Linked DNA regions of Gossypium hirsutum: regions 2 and 3 are each linked to region 1. Evidence: chromatin contacts called from public Hi-C data. All regions are on one chromosome and are shown on one strand. The core of a region is the stretch at or near the end of the contact, and the rest is flanking DNA. Distances in the headings are between cores, read along the strand shown.

Evidence for each region. A called contact is a pair of places that touch in the nucleus more often than the background predicts.
Region 2: a Hi-C map of leaf shows a contact between it and region 1, with 2.0 times the contacts expected there. The contact joins the enhancer-like site here to the promoter of LOC121209907 in region 1.
Region 3: a Hi-C map of leaf shows a contact between it and region 1, with 1.7 times the contacts expected there. The contact joins the promoter of LOC107899277 here to the promoter of LOC121209907 in region 1. A contact is called at or near these places in 2 of 34 Hi-C or Micro-C datasets (both in leaf).

Annotation. Positions count from the first base shown.
Region 1 is chrA11:61,502,798-61,507,321 of Gossypium_hirsutum_v2.1, forward strand. It overlaps LOC121209907, which reads left to right and starts at 1,990. Exons shown (of 3, transcript XR_005905088.1): 1 at 1,990-4,524. It also overlaps the pseudogene LOC107893133.
Region 2 is chrA11:60,955,833-60,960,701 of Gossypium_hirsutum_v2.1, forward strand. No RefSeq gene overlaps it. Among protein-coding and RNA genes, the nearest start is that of LOC107899132, 14 kb to the left of the region's middle. Within about 2 kb of position 1,694, at least 2 of the 9 cell types and tissues checked have an H3K27ac peak or open chromatin away from gene starts, as enhancers often do. A contact at or near this core is called in leaf, where this site is marked.
Region 3 is chrA11:62,106,709-62,111,060 of Gossypium_hirsutum_v2.1, forward strand. LOC107899277 (pentatricopeptide repeat-containing protein At5g67570, chloroplastic-like) reads right to left here and starts at 2,452. Exons shown (of 10, transcript XM_016824949.2): 1 at 2,110-2,452; 2 at 1,834-2,107; 3 at 1,562-1,753; 4 at 1,291-1,372; 5 at 1,003-1,194; 6 at 812-925; 7 at 197-290; 8 at 1-84. The coding sequence starts at 2,407. It overlaps LOC107899286 (a long non-coding RNA gene), which reads left to right and starts at 2,526. Exons shown (of 4, transcript XR_005905090.1): 1 at 2,526-2,945; 2 at 3,120-3,236; 3 at 3,450-3,682; 4 at 3,764-4,237.

The sequences.
Region 1 (4,524 bases), core at 740-3,239:
TAACGAACACCTGCCTGAGCTGCTAAATGCATTACGTGAGTAAACAAAACGGCATCGAACAGTTGCTCGAGAAGACCCTTGTCGTTGATGTCGCCTTCGACGACAAAAACCCAAGCTTTTTCGAGGATCTTCTGGCGAGCCCTTTTCAGGGTTGGATCATAGTAATGGTTAAAGTTGTCAAGGCCAAGGACACCGTCTCCACGGCGTTTAAGAGCGAGGGAAACATGGGTTCCGACGAAACCGGCGGCGCCGGTCACAAGGACGGTGTTACCGGTGGTAGAGCGAGGACGGGCAGATTTGCGGATTAGTTTGTGGGAAAGAGAGAGTGGGGTGCGGTGGGACCCAGTAGATAGGTGGCGGCGCAACGATGGTTTGGAAGAAGGGGAGTAAAGTAGGAGGAGGAAGATAAGGAGGACGGAAAGGAAAAGGGTGGAATAAAGGGTTAGCTTGGAAAGAGAGGAAGATGCGGCGGAGGAGTTGAAACGGAAAGCTTTGTCGGGTTTGTATTTGCCAGGAGTGGATGGAATGTTGTCAAGGTGTGACATTTGGAACAATATAAGATGGGATTTAGGATTAGGGTTCAGATTTTTAGTGGTGACGGCGGTGGCGGCGACAGCGGAGAAAGAGGAGGAAGAAAAAAAAGGAAGGTTTGGCTTTTTTTTATACAAATAACCTTAAAAAAAATTAATTAACAAAATGACTTAAGGAAAAAATTATTTAAGGAAATAACCTATTTTGAACAATGTAATTTAGCGTCCTCGATTGGTTAGATGGCACCATCTACTTTTCAGTTAGCATCTTTAACTAATCATTTGGTTTTAAAGAAAATAAAAATTTTGATATCATGATTGTGTCAAGTGCCATTTATATATTTTTAAAATATGAGTGAAAATAATATTTGTAGCATCAATCATTTAAAAAAAATATTTGTATTTTTAAATATACATGAGAAAATATAAAAAAAAATATTTTATGGATGCAATCGGTATATTAGGTGGCATCAGTGAAAATTAAAAAATAAGTAACATAAAAAGAAAAAAAGCAGAAAGAATTTTAGTAGTTTATTTTTCTGTTTCACTTTTTTTTTAATTTTTATTAGTGCCACTTGGCACACGAATGCCACCTATAAAATAATAGTATTTTTTGTATTCTCTTTTGGTGTAAATTCGAAAATACAAATATCAATTTTTAAATTTATATATTTGAAATGTTATTTAGACATGACAAATAATTGCAAATTTAATTTTGTTTGGTAAAAAGAAATTGAAAGTAGATATTGGGTTTTAAAAAACATTATTTATGTTATTAATTGATAGTTATAATTGTAATATATAGGTATTTGAATAGTTAAGGTACAAGTCTTGTTATATATAATTGTTTAAGCTCCTAGTTTTATTTTATGTGAGTTTTACTTTGATGGATTGATTTTAGTCTAAATTATTAGGATTCTTAGTTTATTTGTGTTATATATTAATTTGATTTTACTTTATAGTTTATTAGGCATGTATTTGTAATTATATTATAATTGTATTGAATTTATATTGTAAACTCTAAAAAAGTCAAGAATGCTCTCTCTTAGTCTCTTAGATAAATAGCGCTGCCTGTGGATGGGTCTGAGTAAAGTGGTGACTTTAAAGGGAATGGAGAAGGATGATATCTCTCTCTTGAAGGAGGAACTGATTCAGTCGTCCGTTAAAAGCTTGCTGGTAGTTCCAGGTGAAAAACCGACGTTGTTATGCATTGTGTGGATTAAAAAATCTCACAATCCAGATAGTTTTCAAGCTTAATTAAAAAGTATTTGGCAGACTAAGAAGAAATTTGAGATATAGGTTACAAGATAAATTTTGTTTTAAATTTCATTTGAAGATGAAGAGGATCTGGAGTTGACTTTGGAGGGACAATCATGGCTTTTTTTATGGCAATTGATTATTTTTGATAAATTATTGGAATCGATGGAACGAAGCAAAATAGATTAGTGGCGTCTCTTTTTTGGGTCAAAGGGGGTCCTTGTCCCTCAGAGTGTGATTGAAAGGATCTTATGCAAGCAATTGGATCCACCTCTAGGGGAGTGCTTAGATCGAAAGTCAAAGGTGATTTTTATAGGATTAAATTGTAGATGAATGTGCAAACACCTTTAAGAAGGGGATTTTTATTCTAACTGAGTCGCAATAGAGAATTTGGGTCCATGAAAATTTGCATGGAGTTTACTTTAGGTGTGGACAGATGGGGCATAGTATTAACGAGTGTATCAAGGTTACACTAAAGGTTAAAGACCTACCCGAGGATGAGTTACCATATTCGCTGGCTCTTAAGGCAAAATTAAATTTCTTGGGTAGAAAGAGTTTAAAGCTAAAATCCGTTGCGAGGAAATCAATGAAGCAATGGTCGTATACTAGAGCAGATGAAGAAAATGTGGCGGCACAATAAAATTAGTGAGGTCAGTCCATTCTCTAGGAGTGGAGGCAAACGTCAAATCGACGAAAATGAGAGCTGTGGTGGAGTTTGAGTTTGACTCGAAAACTATTAGTGTGAGGAGAGATTTCAGGAATGGCTTGGTTGATAAGGATTGTGAAACTGATAAAATCTTTCCAAGACTTTGATTGGGAAAATATGGATCATGATGAATCTCTTAATGAGATAGGGCACAATATGAAAGTGGATGAGGTCTAATCTGAGGTCATGCGTTCATGGAAAAAGAAAAAAGACATGAGAGGAAATTGACGAGTAGGGGAATTTTTCCAAGCATTGAGAATGGAAAAAGAGCGAAAATTGTTGAGAAAGACTCAGATGATTTAATGACTATCGTTACAGAAAGGAATTCTTCGAAGTAAGATTTAGCTTCACTTTATCAGGGATCGACGGCTGCCAAGAGCCAAGCCAACCAGGCGTAATGAAAATCATATGTTGGAATGTCCATGGTTTAAGGGGTCCATAGGCAGTGCATCGTCTTCAACATGTGCTGAAGCAATTCAGTCTCCAAATCGTCTTTTTCATGGAGACAAAACTTGATGGGAGAAAGGTAGAAAGGGTAAGAAAATGTTGTGGTTTTATTAATAGGATAGACATAAGGGCTAAGGGAACTAAAAGGAGCATGGAAGGAAAAGACGTCCATTGATTTGAGATGTTATGCATCAAAATTTATTGATGTGGTGGTTAGAAGCTGTGAAAAGGATTGGCACTTCACAGGTTTTTATAATTCCCAGTTTGCAAGTCAAATGAGTAATTCATGGAATGATCTTAAAAGGCTAGGGTTGAATACTGATCTCTCGTGGCTTGTTTGTGGAGGCCTTAATAAAATTATGTACGCTTTTGAGAAGAACGAGGGTTTGCCTAGGGAAGAAATGAAAATGGAGTTGTTTAGAGAAACATTGGAGGATTGTCAACTTTTTGATAAAGGGTACTCGAGGCCATGATTTACTTCGGAGTAAGACAATATGCCTGAAACAAATATTAGGGAAATGTTAAACAAGGGGTGGCAAATGAAGATTGGTTAAAAAGTTTCCCAAATACATTGATTTGTCATTTACCACATTCTTCCTCAGATCATTGCCCCCTATTAGTGCAATTAGGTCATAAGGAAGGAGGGAAAGTAGTTAGCGATTTTAAATTTGAAGCTTGGTGGACTATGGAAGACTCGTTCGAAGGGGAAGTAAAAAAAATATGGAAAATGACTAAGGGGGATATCTTTTCAAAATTAAAGAGGCTTCAGTTCGATTTGAGAGGATGGACTAGACGTATTAAGGGGAAAAGGAATAAGTTTAAAAAGCATTTGACTAGGAAGCTAGAGAGCTTAATGGCAACCAATCATGACGATGATAATTTGGTAGATTTTATTGATACAAAAATTCAATTCAATATGGAAATTAAGAAGGACGAGGTGTTTTAAGAGCAAAGGGCAAGAGCAAATTAGTTTAAAGCTAGGTATAAGAATACGTCTTTCATAAATTTGCCTCTCAATAAAAGAGAATGAATACTATTAAATGTTTGGCTTATGGTGGTGGTAGAACTGGAAATCACAATGAAATGAAAAACATAGCGAGGAATTTCTTTTGGAATCTTTTCACATCAAAAAGAGGGGCAATGAGGATGGACCATATTTTATCGGGAGTTGAAAAATGTATCTCTGAAGAAGCTAATATGGCTTTAACTACAGCATATAAGAAGAGAGAAGGTTTTAGAACTTTAAGAGATATGGGCCCCACTAAGGCACCAGGGTTGATAGTTTTCCAGCTATCTTTTTCCAAAGATGTTGGCATATTATGGGTAAAGAGGTAAGCCAATATTGCTTAGGAGTTCTTGATAATGATTTGGATTTTAAACCTATGAATGTCACAAACATTTTTCTGATTTTAAAAATTCCAAATCCTACTAGTATGGCAAACTTTAGACCAATTAGCCTTTGTAATGTTATATACGAAGTGATTGCTAAAATGGTTGCTAATCGCTTTCAAAAGGCCTTGGAGGATTACATTGATAGTTCACAGAGTGTCTTTGTGTCGGAGAGATTGATTTCAAATAATGTAT
Region 2 (4,869 bases), core at 444-2,943, 550 kb before region 1:
TTCCCGGTAACAACATTTTTCAAGCCGGTTTGAACTAGAATTGCCATCATCCGAACTTGCCACAAACTGAAATTTGTCTTACCATTGAATTTATCAATTTCAAACCTTGTTGCTGCCATATCTGAATGGACTAATCTATGAAAATTAAACTAGCTCTGATACCACTTGTTAGGATCGACCCGATTAAGCAACAAGTAAAAAAATAGCGGAATAAATTGAGAAATTGAACACACAAATTTAATGTGGAAAAACTCCTCCCAAGAGGATAAAAAATCACGGACAAAGATAATTTTACTATAATGACAAAAGAATGAAGAGTACAAAAAATGGAGATAAAAACTAAACCCCGAAAACCCTAAAATAAAGAACCTTCAAAACGTAAACACAAAATTCTGTAAATGTGTTATGAGTTATAATATCTAATGGGTGTCTTTTCTAAGGTTGTAAAAGAACCTATTTATAGGCTAAATTCATAAGTCAAATAATAATAAAATAATCTAAACTAATCAATGTTTGATTGAAACAAATAAACAGAGTTTAATTAGAAGATTATTTCTCAATTTTGACTAAAACATGAGTCATACTTAACATAATCTCTTTGTTGTAAGTGTTATTTGAAGGGGTAAACGATTGGTCATAAAATATGTTCAATTTCTATAAGCAAAAATTGAACCCCCAACCATATAATTAAGGGATGAAGGTCAACAGCTATCACGCAACACTTTATAGTTAGGATAAGTTTTTATTAGTGTATTTTTATAATTTTCTAAGAGGGTCCTAATTCCTCTTAAAATATGAAAACTGTAGTAGGTAGAGTGGTACTAGTAAGTGTGGTGGTCGGCGGCACCGGTGCCAGGACATTTGTTTCACAATGAATTCATGAATCATGCTAAAAGCTTGGTAAGGTTTTCAAAGAAAAAAATGGATTTATTTAAGGAGTTTGGTTGGCCTTATCGATCAAATCAGTGAGACTTCCCACCGATTAAATTGATGATATTAAATAAATATTTAATAAGATAAATACTTGTTAAGGGATTAAAAAATAAAAACAAAAGTTTTTTTGGTGGAAATTTTTAAAGTGTTATTTTCATTAGATAAAATTTAAAAAAAGGAATTCTATTCATACTGATTTGACATGCCCTGAATAATTTCATGGTATAATATTATAGACATAATTTTGCATGAAATAAAAAATTGCATGGGAATAGTGAAGTTAATGGAGACAGAATTTCCAGAGAGAATGATTTGGTTTGAAAAGAGAGTGGGAGAGTATTTTGTTTGGAGATGGAGAGATGCCCCATCTCCCATCTTTATTGATTGTAGCAATGATGAGAAAATCCACCCAAAAAAAAAAAAACAAAAGCACTAAGAGAGACCAAATTAAGTTAAAAGTTTTAGTAGAAATAGTGGATTGGCATTTTGCAATTTGCATGGACTGACTAAACAAAGATGATGATGCCCTCTGGTGTTGAGCTGCGATCACCAGATTTTGCTTTTCCTTTCACTGTCTGTGACCAAGTAATTTGTCATAAATTGAATTGACCCCATTTTGGCTTTTGGGTAGCAACCAGGAAGGAAAGGAAGCCCCTTTCTTTTCTTTTCTTTTCTTTGTCTGCTTCTAATTGGCTTCTCATCACATTAACCTTTTCATTATTACATTAGGAAGTATTTGGCTTCTTAATTACCTACCTCTTAATGTCTCGATCAACTCCACCCCCCCTACTTCTCACCCTATATGGACCATTTTGCCCTCTCAACGGGGACATCGCGTGATTGATTAATAGTCAAATCTTCTATGTAAGTTATAGATTTACTATACTTACTTTAATTTCATCAATTTTAATTTATATATATTTTTAAATCGGTCAATTTTAATTAGAGTTAGATTTTTAATTCTAAAATTTCAATCAAATATAAATGATAAATATTAAATCTATTAACTAAAGTTTTTTATAAGTAATATGTGAAAATAATTAGTTAACATAACTTTACATATGCGATAATATATTTGATACATCAAATTTTTAAAAATAACATAATGAATTAAATAGTTACCATTTAATGAAGATTAAGATTTTAAATATTTAAAAGTACAAAAACTAAAAATAATCAAATTAAAATATAAACCCTAAATCTATAACTTATACCAAGTATAACATCTAATAGTAAAATTGACCTTAATTAATCTCATAGTAGAAAAAATAACGATTTTTGGTAGTAGAGTTTTAAGACTCAGAAATCATCTTGCCAACATCATGTTATCCATTAGCTTTGGCGATCTCTGGCTCGCTCAACGGTGGCACCCATAAATTCCTTATAAATATTAGTGTAGAGGCCTAGAATAAGGCAGTTAGTATGTATCGTTTTTATTTTGGTATTGGTATGTATTAATATTAGTTTTTTTTAATGTATTATTTTGAATTTATTGATATTTTTTAGTAGTTTTCGCATTGTTATGAAATAAATAAAAAAGAGAGTAAAGAATAAGAAATAAGAGAGCAAAAGAGAACAAATTTTTATTGGTCAATAGGGATATTTATAATATTTCTCCAAAGTCTATATTTATAGACATAGGAAGTATAAATGAAAAAAATACTCTACTTCTAATGACTATTATAGTTCTAAACTACATTAAACTTATCTTGATGGACATCTATTTAATAATAAAATATTTATAACACTTCCCTTTAGACGTTCATTGGTAGATGATAAGCTTCGATAAAATCTTACTAAAATAAAAATCCTGTGGAAAAAAATAAATCTCAGTGAAGAAAAAATAGTACACTTATCATAACACGTATAACATGGCGTCTCATTAAAAACCTTATCAGAAAAACTCAGTGGGACAAACCTTAGTTAAGTGAAAATGCATATTTACTCCCCATCATGACAACATCACATGATACCTCAAATTCTACGTATTGCATGCTAGCTTTTCAAATGATCACTTGAGCAAATTCGCTAAACATTTATATCATTATTCTTTGGTAGTCATGAGTGAGGAAGACTTTTGGGAAAATATATTTTGATTTTTTTTTGGAGTTCCAACAACAATTAGAGCAAATTTTGATCATGATCCTTTTATATATTGAGCATGTTGGATCATTTTATAATATTCTTTCAACTATTATTCACTAAGTCAAATTTACCACATATGTTCAAATCAATTTAATTCATATAAATTTTTATTCAAACATATCGAATAATTTCTTGAGAATTTCTATATGCTTCCAACATTCTAAATCCTTCAAGGATTTTAATATAAACTTCCACTATATAGTGGTTCACATAAAAATTGTAACAACAATAATAAGACACACGTCAAAGGTTTCATAAACTACCAAACTTAATAATATAGCAAAGGTTATTGTATCCACCACAAAAAAATATTCTACCTTTTCATAATTTGTACCTCACTAGCTTTACACCTTTAGATGCTTGGACTATTGATCCACAAACTTCACAATTGTAATCCTACTTGAATTGCATATTTTTATTTTCGGCCAATATATTCCATGTCTATATTTTTTTGATAAATTTATTCAATATTCTCATTTTCTTTCATTATCTCAACAATAACATTGTATGCAAAACTGTTGCGACTACTTTCTATTTTCTACATTTCCATATTTTATTGTATTGACATAACTTATTGAGATTTTTTTATTTTTATTTTCATCATTCTTCACATTCAGATACTTGAATATCTTCTAGAGTTTGAATAATTAATTATGTCTTGGTTTTTTTCTAGGAGCACTCACCTTCACTATATTACAATCTTGATTTACTATTTTTTTAAAGAATTTTCGTATTTAAAACTAATAGGTATACTATACTTCAAGCATGCATTACTTTTAATCATTCTAATAGATTGTCCTACAAAGACTTTGATTCAAATCAAAACATTAGCTGTAATATAACACTCGATTATTCTCAGGTTAGTAACTTGTGTTTTAAACCTTCAAGTTACGTTCTTTAAGATATTCCAACAGTAAAGCAACCCAATAATCCTGTTAACCTTTCATGATTAACTCCACAACCTTTGCATAATTGCATGTTTTTCAGTATCTCCAGTTTTAAGTAATCTGGAACACTACATGCATACCAAGAAGCATCTCATGTTATAGAGAAATGCTATGACCAACAAGTCAGCTTGGAAGGAACTGTAATTTGTAGAACTAGTGTAAATAAAAATATTGATAGCATCTAAAATTAGCAGGAACCAGGTGGGAGCTTGTTAGCAGAAGATGAAGTGAATTAGTAAAAAATAGATAAAGTACTGGTTTCTTTAAACAATGGCCGAGTGATTGATGTTATCCGTTTGGAATCTAAGATGACTGGGTTACACTTATCAACAGCTTCACACAACTCCACATATTTCAACAAATGCAACATCAACAATCTTGTAAAGAAAAAGAAAAGGAAAAAGCGGTCTGATCACTTGGCATGCCATTTATAAAGAACCCCAAACAAAAGAAAGAGTTGTCAGGTTTTGAAATCACACTTCTACTTTTCTGAAACTGTCAACTTAAAATTAAACTCTATTTAAGAAAGCATGTTTTTTCATTAACAGCCGCAAAGCAAAACAATATGTTGCTTACAGTGAATTAAAAAAACAAAAATAAAACCAGGGGTAGAGTATTTTGATTGTATTTTAAATTAATCATTAATAAACCACAATTACTCTTTTGCATCCTGTACGACAAAGTTATAGTGCTTATCTCTTAGCTGACCCTCTAATTTTCCTAGAAGAAAGCATTTATTTATTTATTTATGTTGTGGGTGTTAGAGAAGCTTTACTTTCCCAGGAAAGCAGGGAGTGGTGGTCGTTTTCATTGTTGCGAAAAGAGGAAGAGATAAACCATGAGA
Region 3 (4,352 bases), core at 1,202-3,701, 600 kb after region 1:
CAATTAGTCCCCTCCGTTCCATATCCTGGACCGCTTCCACAGCTTCATTAATCTTTCCTTCCTCCCAAAAAGCTATGACAAGGACTGGAAAGCCACAGATCAAGCAGTCTATTGAGTCAGGAAAAAGAGAACATCTTTCCAACAGAAACACAACACAAACACATGTGCTAAAGATAGCGATAAGAAAATTGATTACCTTTGTAAGTAAGTGCTCTTGGAGCTTCTCCGCTTCTTTTCATTTTTCTAAAAAACTCATGGACCAAATCATACTTCCCAGATTGCAACATTACCTTTCAATAAGCACCTCCTGTAAGACTCGAATAGAAATATAACTTGAGGAAAAACAATATTTGCAGTAGATATACAGTCCTTCGATCAGAGCATGAAGCATATTTCCACTAAGGTCGTAAGGTGGGTATGACAAATCAAAAACTAAGATTCTGGACTCCCATGCTTCTAATTACACAAAATATTAGTGGCAGATAAACAAATTCCTCTGCCAACACACTGAAAGATAGAGTACTGTCCTTGACAGGACATTTCTAAAATTTAAGCTTCGTTGGAAACAAATAGACAATTCCCACTTTAATGCATTTAGACCACTGCCTGACATCTAAAGCTTTGAAAGCTGAGGCAATCAGCATTTTTCAGAAGGAAAAATAACTCAAAAAAGATAACACATGAACTTAACACACACAGTGGCATTCAAATGACCATGTTGCCGGCACAAAACAATTGCTTTTATCGCTTAGGACCAAAAGTAAGATGCCTGAACCATAGCACAAGTGCACATATCATGGATTATAAGTACCTCCATTGCAAGCCCATATGTCGCTCCACTAGGTCTCAAACCACTCTTTCTAAGCTGTTCAAACACCCAGGAAACACCCTTCCACTGATGCAGTGGGACACAAGCATTCAGAACCTGAAGCATTTTGCAAGAGAATTATTTTATGGACCAAAAGATGTCAGAGAATGCCAAAAGTAAAAATCCTCACATACAGCATTATATACAACCAGATCAGGTTCAAGCACTGGATCCCAGTTCTTGCGTCGCATATTTTTAATTCTTTTAGAAGGTTTCTGTCTCATGCACTCGATTATGTTCAGCAATTCCTTCAAAAGACCAGCTTGCCCCAATGTAACAGCAATACTGTGATATGCAGCTAAATCGGGATATATAAGGCAGTCTCCCTAAAAAAGTCAAGACTAGGTATTGAGCCAGCATATCATAATTAGGCAAAAGGATCACCCGCTGCATAAAATAAAATAGTGAAAGTGAATACTAACAAGCATCAGCTTGAAAATCTGAAGAGCTTCCTGGGGTCGCCTCGCCTTCCCAAGAACTGACAACAGTTTTGTGTAAACAAACCTACAAGAAGCTTCAATAAGTTCATATATTGTACAATCTTATGACCTCATATCCAACACCAAACTACCTAATTGTCTAATTACTTTACTTCCAACTAACATTGGTAAGCCGAAAAAGAAATAATCACAAATTTTAAATAAAAAAAATTTGCAAATTGATTGAAATGAATGCAAAGGGAAGAAGCATCACCTGCTTTTGAAATCTTTACGCTCCTTATTGCCATACAGCCATTGGACAATGGCCATTGCCTGCCTCCATTTCCCGTTCTTTCCAAGTCCTTCAACAATCCTAAGTAACTGCCACTCTGTAAATTGCAACCCTGATTGCTTCATTATCCTTACAAATTTCCAATGCCTTTCCGTTATCTCCCTCTCACTTAACCTGGAATTATAATGAAAAAAAAAAGTGAAAAATACAGGAAATTGATGATAAAAGAAAATGAAAGCACAAAAAACCGAAACCTGTCAACAAGGAATCGAATTGCTTCTTTCTCGTTACGCCAACGTTTTGAAGGGCCCAAGTCCTGCATTTGCTTTTCAGTGGGTAACAGACAATCATCGTCTTCCACGTCAACATCATCCTCCAGGACCCAACGGAGATCCTCTTCGAACATTTCTTTGAGTTCTTTAAGGTTCTGTCTCTTCAAGCTCTCCCCGTGGAACTCTTCGTCTTCTGAAACGAGGTCCCGGAGTTTGGGTCCCTCGATTCTCTCCCATGGTTTTCCCGCCAAGGAAGGACTCTGGCACTCCCTTTTGGGTTGAGAGCTTTCGAGAAGCGTCTGTACTCGCGTTTTAGGGTTAAAAAGTGAGACGCTTCAGCCAAAGACTGGAGTTCGGAAGCGGAGAGGGATGGGGTTTCAGGCTGGGGTTGTTTAGTTTTGCGGTTATGTTTGAGAATTTCCCTTTTCCTGAGAGTTCTAACAATTTTGGGAGTAGGGTAAACGCCTTTCCGGAGAAGCCTCCGTTTGATGTTTTCAGTGTTAGGTTCGAAGTGGGGAGGCGGGAGCTTAGGAGATGGGACTATTGAAGCGTCCATATTGCTTCCACCGGAGTTTGTACCATTATCCTTCTAACATTTCACCTACATGAAATATCTCAAAATTTTAAAATATAACTTTAGAGAAGCTGACAAAATAGTCACTCAAATTTTAATTCAATCACTCAAATTTCAATTCAGTCACTGAACTTTCAAAAAATAATAAAACGGTCACTACTAACCACTTTCCGTTATGTTGTAACGGTGCTATCATTTTCCGTTATTCACTTAACAGAAAAGCTATTTTCCATCCCTCTCTCATCCCCCTCCTTCTTCCCCACCATCCCTCCCCCTATCACAAGCACCTTTATTTTTTTGCAGACTTCCCCACCATTGCCCTCTCCCCTTCTCCTCTCTATTCCTTCTTCACCATCATTTCTCTAACCCTCAACAAAGTTTCCATGTCCAAAGGAATGAGCCATTTTGTCCTTGTCATCTAGTCAAATGCTCTGGCTTCTCTCATTCTTCTTCCAGCAGCTTTTTTCTTCACAAGGTTCTCATCTATCTATCAATTAAATCAATGGATGAGCAATTAATGGTATTATTTCTATTTTGGGACTTCTTTGCAAGAAAAAGCAGCCACCAATTACTTTATCTTTTTTGTGCAAAATTTTCTGTTTAAGCATTGCTGGATATGTAATTAAATCTAAAAATAGTTCAATAATTCCTTTATTGGTGAAAAAATTGGGTTATAAAACTGGGCTTTTTGCAGGATCACTTTGATGCAAAACTGTGTAATCATTGGTGTAAGATACAGCTCTCCAACCCTTGCTTCTGCTCTAGCCAACTTAATCCCAGCTTTCACTTTCTTGCTTGCTGTTATCTTCAGGTTCGTCTCTACTGCTATGCCATTTATTTTTGTAGTATAAGGCATAATTAGCTGTCTTTAATATTTGCTACTATGCCAATACTTTCTCCATGAATTCAACCGCATTTACACCGATCTCTTTCTACCATGTTAACAACATCTAACAATTGGCTCATTGGTGGCCTCTTCATCGCTACTGCCTCTTTGTCACTTTCAACAAAAATCATTGGTCAGGTAATTTAATATGCTATTTCATAATCCACGATGCTTGGCTACTTCAAATTGATACTTTCCCTACTAAATTTGAAGGCTGCAGTTCTGAAAGGGTATCCATTAGAGATAATGTTGGTTTCCTTCTATTGCCTCTTTGGGTCCATTCAATCTGCATTGGTTACTTTGATTTTGAAAGAGACCCAAACGCTTGGATGTTGAGTCTTGATATCGAGCTTATTTCTGTGATCTACTCAGTAAGCAAACTGCAACTCCCCATGTTAGCTTTGTCATTTAGGCAAATCGAAGCTTTGTAATTGAGACCAATTTCATTTCAGGCTTTATTTGGAAATGTGGTAACATTCAGCGTGCAAGCATGATGCATATGGCATAAAGGTTCGGTCTTTGTGGCCACACTCTTGCTGTCTTCTTGGGGTTCATTTTCCTTGGGAATAATGGTGAAGAAGGAATAGGGGGAAGAGAGGGAGAGGGCAATGGTGGGGAGGTCTGCAAAAAAATGAAGGGGTTTGTGATAGGGGATGGATGCTGCGGAAGAAGGAGGGGGATGGAAAATGGCCTTTCTGTTAAGTGAATAACGGAAAAGGATAGCACCATTACAGACATAACGAAAAACAGTTAGTATGACCGTTTTGTTATTTTTTGAAAGTTCAGTGACTGAATTGAAACTTGACTGTTTTGTCAGCTACCCTAAAGTTGAGTAACTGTTGGTGTAATTTACCCTTTTTTTTATCCTCTGCGTCTGCGTGTGCTCCAAATTTTACAAGTTTTAAATCCAATTTTTATTTACAATATTTATTTAATAAATTATAACGTATTTTTATGTAAATTTGAAAAAAAAATTAAAATTGTTTTAAAAATATTTAATTTTAAAATTTCTAATTTTTAAGAAATACTTTTATTTTTTAA